Regions from separate parts of the Oryctolagus cuniculus genome. Here region 2 is linked to region 1. The links are chromatin contacts, called in public Micro-C maps. All regions are on one chromosome and are shown on one strand. Each heading gives the region's core, a stretch centred on a gene start, on an enhancer-like site or on the middle of the called end of the contact. The rest is flanking DNA. Distances are from core to core; before and after follow the strand shown. Region 1 holds the start of TDRD3 (tudor domain containing 3). Region 2 holds the start of DIAPH3 (diaphanous related formin 3).

What was found. A called contact is a pair of places that touch in the nucleus more often than the background predicts.
Region 2: a Micro-C map of ear pinna shows a contact between it and region 1, with 10 times the contacts expected there. The contact joins the promoter of DIAPH3 here to the promoter of TDRD3 in region 1. A contact is called at or near these places in 2 of 6 Hi-C or Micro-C datasets (ear pinna and an unstated tissue).

The regions. Positions count from the first base shown.
Region 1 is chr9:52,305,817-52,308,516 of mOryCun1.1, reverse strand. It overlaps TDRD3 (tudor domain containing 3), which reads left to right and starts at 1,418. Exons shown (of 15, transcript XR_007920946.2): 1 at 1,418-1,544. It overlaps LOC108177021 (protein enabled-like), which reads right to left. Exons shown (of 3, transcript XM_070048734.1): 1 at 467-2,700. The coding sequence starts at 2,139. The coding sequence ends at 1,438.
Region 2 is chr9:52,554,563-52,557,262 of mOryCun1.1, reverse strand. DIAPH3 (diaphanous related formin 3) reads right to left here and starts at 1,401. Exons shown (of 27, transcript XM_051850009.2): 1 at 1,004-1,401. The coding sequence starts at 1,183.

The DNA of each region.
Region 1 (2,700 bases), core at 169-2,668:
AACCTAAACATTGTATACTACAGGAAGTTGTAGGGAATAGCATGGGGTTACTTCCGATTCTGAAAGTCCTTGGAAGTAAGTTTCGTTAACATTATCTAAGCAATGTGTTTACAAATTTTAATAGTATCCGATTTAAAATCAGATTCACTGTCACTTTTGGAAAGGCCAAACGAAAACACCTCAGTTAAAACGAGAAAAATTTGCACATCCTCCTTTTCTGACACTGTCAGTTTCTTCCCCAGTCCCCAAAGCGTCTCTGCCCAGTTTCTTAGACTGCGCCAAGCCCGTATTTATGGTTTTAGCCTTCGATGAGGCAGCCTAGGAGCGACGTGAAATTCAGCCGCCTCCCGGGACTCAGCGGCTTGGGACAGCGCCACTCGGAAGCGCCTTTTCCCGGCCTCCAAAGTGAAAGACCCAGGCAGGGGGTGGAGCGAACTTTTAGGGAGCGTCTACCCGGCCCGCGTACCTTTCCGACTGCTCCTCTCTGATTGGCCAGCGTGGGTCTCAGCGGCCCAATCACACCGGAGCGTCCTGCACGCCGCTCGGCGCCGGCGCCGCGCATGCCTACTCGGGGGTCCGCCCCCTGTGCTTCAGGCCTCCTGGCACAGGGCACTAGGAAAAGGCTGGTGGAGCGAGGCCTAGTGGTGCCAGTGCCAAGTCCGCCGGGCCGCCTTGGGACAGGCCCGGTGAAAGGACTACAGGACAAACAAGCACTGACACGATGGCCGAATTTCCCCACATCGTCTCAGTGAAGCAGTTTTCCAGGGTTGACCACTCGGGTCCACGGTGGCCTCTGACAGGGGCAGTCTGATCTGAGGTGGGGGTCTGGAGAGTGCCCGTAGCCTCCGTGTTTCCGTTACGCCTGGGCGGGCCCCGAGGCGCGGTGAATGGAGCAAGTCTTGACAGGAAAAGAAACTTTTCTCGCACGCAGAATGGGCTGGGGTGGGGGGTACACCTTTCACTTGCACTGCACAAAACATGGCCCTACTGGCGCAGAACTGGACGCACTCCTTCCCGAGCGGTCCTCGGCCGGCCAGCGACTTCCTGTCCTGAGGTGACCGCCGGTTGGCGCTGGAAACGCGAACCTTACTTGCTGCTCTACAAAGCACCTCTCCCCCAGTTTCAAAGGCGTGAGACTCAGAAAAGTGACCCAATACAACACAAACGCAACGGAGGAACGGCAAAAGTCTCTGTAGTCCTTCAGCAGACGTGTCGTGCGATAACCAGCGCCCAGCCCGCGTTTGGCCCGTCACCGCCCCGGCGCACGGCGGCCTCCCAGCCCTACCCAGGCCGGCCCAGGCGGCCGCTCGGAAAACGCGGCGAGCGGAACCTGCACGCGGAAGCGCCGGCCGCACTGAGCATGCCCAGTTGCAGAGCCGACCACAGGAGTTTTTTTTTTTTCTTTTCTTTTCTTTTCTTTTTTTTTTTTTTTTGGTCTCAAGTAGGAGGCCTCCCCCCCACCCCCACCCCAGCCCCCCACCACCCCCGGCCTAAGCAGCTACCATGGCCGAGGTCCCCGGCGCGGCGTTGTCCCAGGCGGGATGGTAAGTGGTGAGTCCCGCCGGCCGCCGGGCCGCGGGCGCGGGCCGGGGCCCCAAGGAGGGTTGGGGTTGGGGGCGGTGGGGTGCGTGTCGGGGTAGGCGGAGGCCGCCGCCCACCCCCGGCCTCTCCCGGGGCCCTCCAGCCGGCTCCGCCCCCGGCGCCACGCGGAGCCGAGCGAGTACCCCGGCTCCCCTCGGGGCGGCGGCGGCCTGGGCCGCAGGCGGCGGGCCCGCGGAGAGACCGGGGGCGCGGGCAGAGCGGGCACGGCGGGCGGAAGCCCAGGCCCGAGCCTCCGGGGAAGAGCGGCGGCTCGATCGGCGCCCGCCGCCACTCCGAGGGGTGCTGCTGCCGCGGGAGGAGCGAGCGCGGCCGGAGCCACGGGCCCGCAGGAAGTTGTGGGGAGAGCGGAGCGCAGCCCGTGCGGCTGCCGGAGCCGCCGCTTGGTTCTCCGTATCTCTCAGGACAGGGTGGACCAGTGAGTGTGGAGCTGCCCTCGGCGGCTCCCACACAACTTCTGAGGCTGAGAATGACCGCATTGTCAACTCGCGGGGGCTGCTGCGGAGAACTTTTCTGGAAAGGACTGACGTTTGCTTTCATTTCTAAAGGGGTTTCTTGTCAAGAGTTTAGGATCTGAAAGCAATGAAAAAATAAAAATAATCAAGCGCCAATAAGCATTTTGTGGATCTCGGCCATTACGGTTGTAAACATTCAGTCTGATTCAGGCTTGCATGGGCACAGCCTGGGATCAAGGGAAGGGTAGCATCAAGGATGAAAAAGATCTGCCCCGGGTCTCTGAAATTACTACCTTAGTGAGAAGAGAGAGGGAAGCATTGAAAAAACGTCCAGCACAAAAACAGGGACCAACTGTGCAGACAAATGTGCTTTGCAACTAGAGGGAGAGCTTCCTAGAGAAATAGGTTTTGAAAGATAGGAAAAATCTTTGCAGACACACAGCTGCTGAGATGGGACGCAGTTAGGAAAGCGCCTGCTGTTCTGCAGAACTGACCCTGGTACAAGTAGTAGAGTGTTCACCTAGCAGTTAGATCAGAAAGATAACCAGGAAGCTGCTACTGCCTAAGAGACTTGGATTTGCTTTTCTGAATAAAGTTTCTCCAGAGAGTGATCAGTCACACCTGTGTTTTGAAGAAGCCGCTCCTG
Region 2 (2,700 bases), core at 152-2,651, 250 kb before region 1:
CTATGGCCATTTTTATACTTAAGTTAGCATAACTAATTCATATTGTTTCTCCTTTTCAGTATCACTTCTTACAGTTCTGCTCTCAAGTTTATTCAACTATTACTTTTAACCACAGTTATACTTAGCACCTCATTCACAAAACATTATTCCCTTAATTTGTGAATCACAAATAAAATCCTCACAATTTTCACTTGTGCACAGAAGGCAAATGCCATACTATCACCAAAAAAGGATTTTCCATACTCAGCAAAATAAAGGGATTGCTATTCAATTTTCAACTCTGTTTATCTCACCCCAAATCTACCTATATGATTTATTTACACCCAACCCTCAAACAGCCGTCACTGCCTATCCATTCACTAGTTGATACCAACACGAAGACTTACACGGTGTTAATTATGACACTTCCCTTGAGTATTAAAGCAAATGAGAAAAGCAAACCAGAACAGCGAGTCTGAAATACTTAGACTTCTTTCCAAACTAAACAAAACATTCTTTAGCAGTGACCACATGGCCCGCCAAGTTTTAAAACGAGCCGTTTCAACTTGGAAAACTGTATGTATCTTAAAAAAGTTCTTACGAGATTAATACATTAAGCAGTAAAAGTAATACCGTGACCTGAAAGTTGATATGTTTGATATGAAAGTTTGATATGTCTTATACCATCATACACCAGGGAATAGGGCAGAAGTTCGACTTAAAAAAAAATGCAATATCCACCTAAATGGCGTCAACATCTAGGTATCAGAACTGCTTTTCACATCAACCCTCAGAAATACGGGGCAACACAAATACCAGTGCATCTGTCACAGGATCCAACTGGAACGGAACCCTGTCGTCAATCTAAGGAGACTGGCAGCTCTGGATGCCTAAAACCAAAGTTATTCTCCCAGGCCCTGTGGGCCCTCGCCCGGCAGTCTAGAGCTTGAAGGCGCCCCAGATCAGAGCCACAGGCCCTCCACAGAGCGGACGCCGCCCCACCCCAGCTGCGGGCGACACTTACAAACTTGGGCCGTTTCTCCCCAGGTTCCTCCGGGCCGCCGGGCGGCGGAGGGTGCTGGGGTCCCTTCCTGCGCGTCATCTTGCTTTCCCGGCAGCTGCGGAGCGAGGCTGAGGAAGGGTAGGGAGTCCCCGCGACAGAGGCGTGCCCCGGGTGGCGCAGCCGCGGCCGGTGCCGCTCCATCTTTCCCGACACGCTGAGGGCAGCTCAGCGAACCGAGGCAGATCCGGCTTCCCGGTTCCGCCGCCCACGCCGTCAGCCCAGCCCAGAACAACCGCTACAGATGGGCCACAGCCAAACACATCCGAAAAGTCCCGCCACCGTGGGTCCGCCCAGGACCCCGCCAATCCCGCGCCTCCTGGTCAATGACACGCCATGGCTCCGCCCCTTCCGGGTTTCCTGAAGTGTGACTGGCTGAGCCATCTGTATGTTTCACTCCTGCAGCTTCCTGAGGGTCCCGGCCGTCACCTTAACTGCTGTGGGTGGGGTGTGATTTAAGAGATGCGGAAAACTGACAAGAAAGTCACATGCCTGGAGTTATTTGGAATTTGGAGAAGAGTTCTTCCAAAAGTGGAAGGCAAATGAAACCGGCTGTGAGGCAGCTTTTGCGCAGCGGTGAAATGTGAAGTCATCGTCTAACCCTCCTTTTGCTGGCCTTGGGGTAAAAGCCGCTGGGAAAGGGAGTTCTAGGCTCTTTACTTGAGGGGGTCCCGGGAGGGAGAGAAGCAGCACTCCCACCAGGCTCCAGCAGGACGCTCTCCCGATCTGGTTGCTAGTCGCCGCCGCGTGCCATAGTGCCGAATGCTCACTCTGGGGTGGCAGAGACGCCACCAAAACTCAGAGCTAGTATGAGCCAACGCCCTTTATGGAGCTCACTGCGAAATAAAGTTGTCAAACCCTGACACGCATAACAAAGCAGTGTAAATATGACAGCAACCGTCTCCAAAATTCGTTGAGAACAAAAACAGCAGATAATAAATCGGAAAGAGTGAGTCTGGGAAGGCCAAAAGTAGAATGCTCAGGTTTTCGCAGGACAGAAATGAGTGAGGGGACGAGATTCCAGGCTAAGAGAATCAAGAGCACAGAATTGAAGAAGCTTCAAAGGTTTGGAATGCAGGGCCTTGAACTGAAACCATGCAAAGGGATTTGTTGTGTAGACCGTATACCCAAGGTCAAGCTACTGGGCTAGTGCAGTTTTTTCACACATCAGTGTTTCCTCCCCCCTACCTTTAAAAGTCATCTTTTCCTTTAAAGCTATCTCCTTAAGATAGACGTCTTGTGACTGTAGGGAGGTGGTGTGGGCCAAGACGCTGTTAAACATGCAGTATTGATTTTGGTACAAGAAACAGCTCCAGTTTCTCTGGGGAGTTAGCACAGCAGTTCAGAGAATGGGCCTTAGCTCCAAGGACGTCTTCATAGAATACCCTTTTTTTTATTTTTTATTTTTCTGTGCCACACTTTCAACAAAGAGCATCTAATCTTTAGGGATACTTCCAAAAGAATAGCAAGGTCAGGAGAACTGTAAGTAATTTCTTATACCTTGTGGACAATTATACCAAGATGCAAATGTTACTCCTGCCATTTACTATCTTTGTGATGTTGAAGATCATGTTGAATTTTCTTTGAGTCTTCACTGGCAAAAGGGGGATAATAACAGTAATACACACAAAATAGGAGTATTTTCAGCTTAAACAAGATAA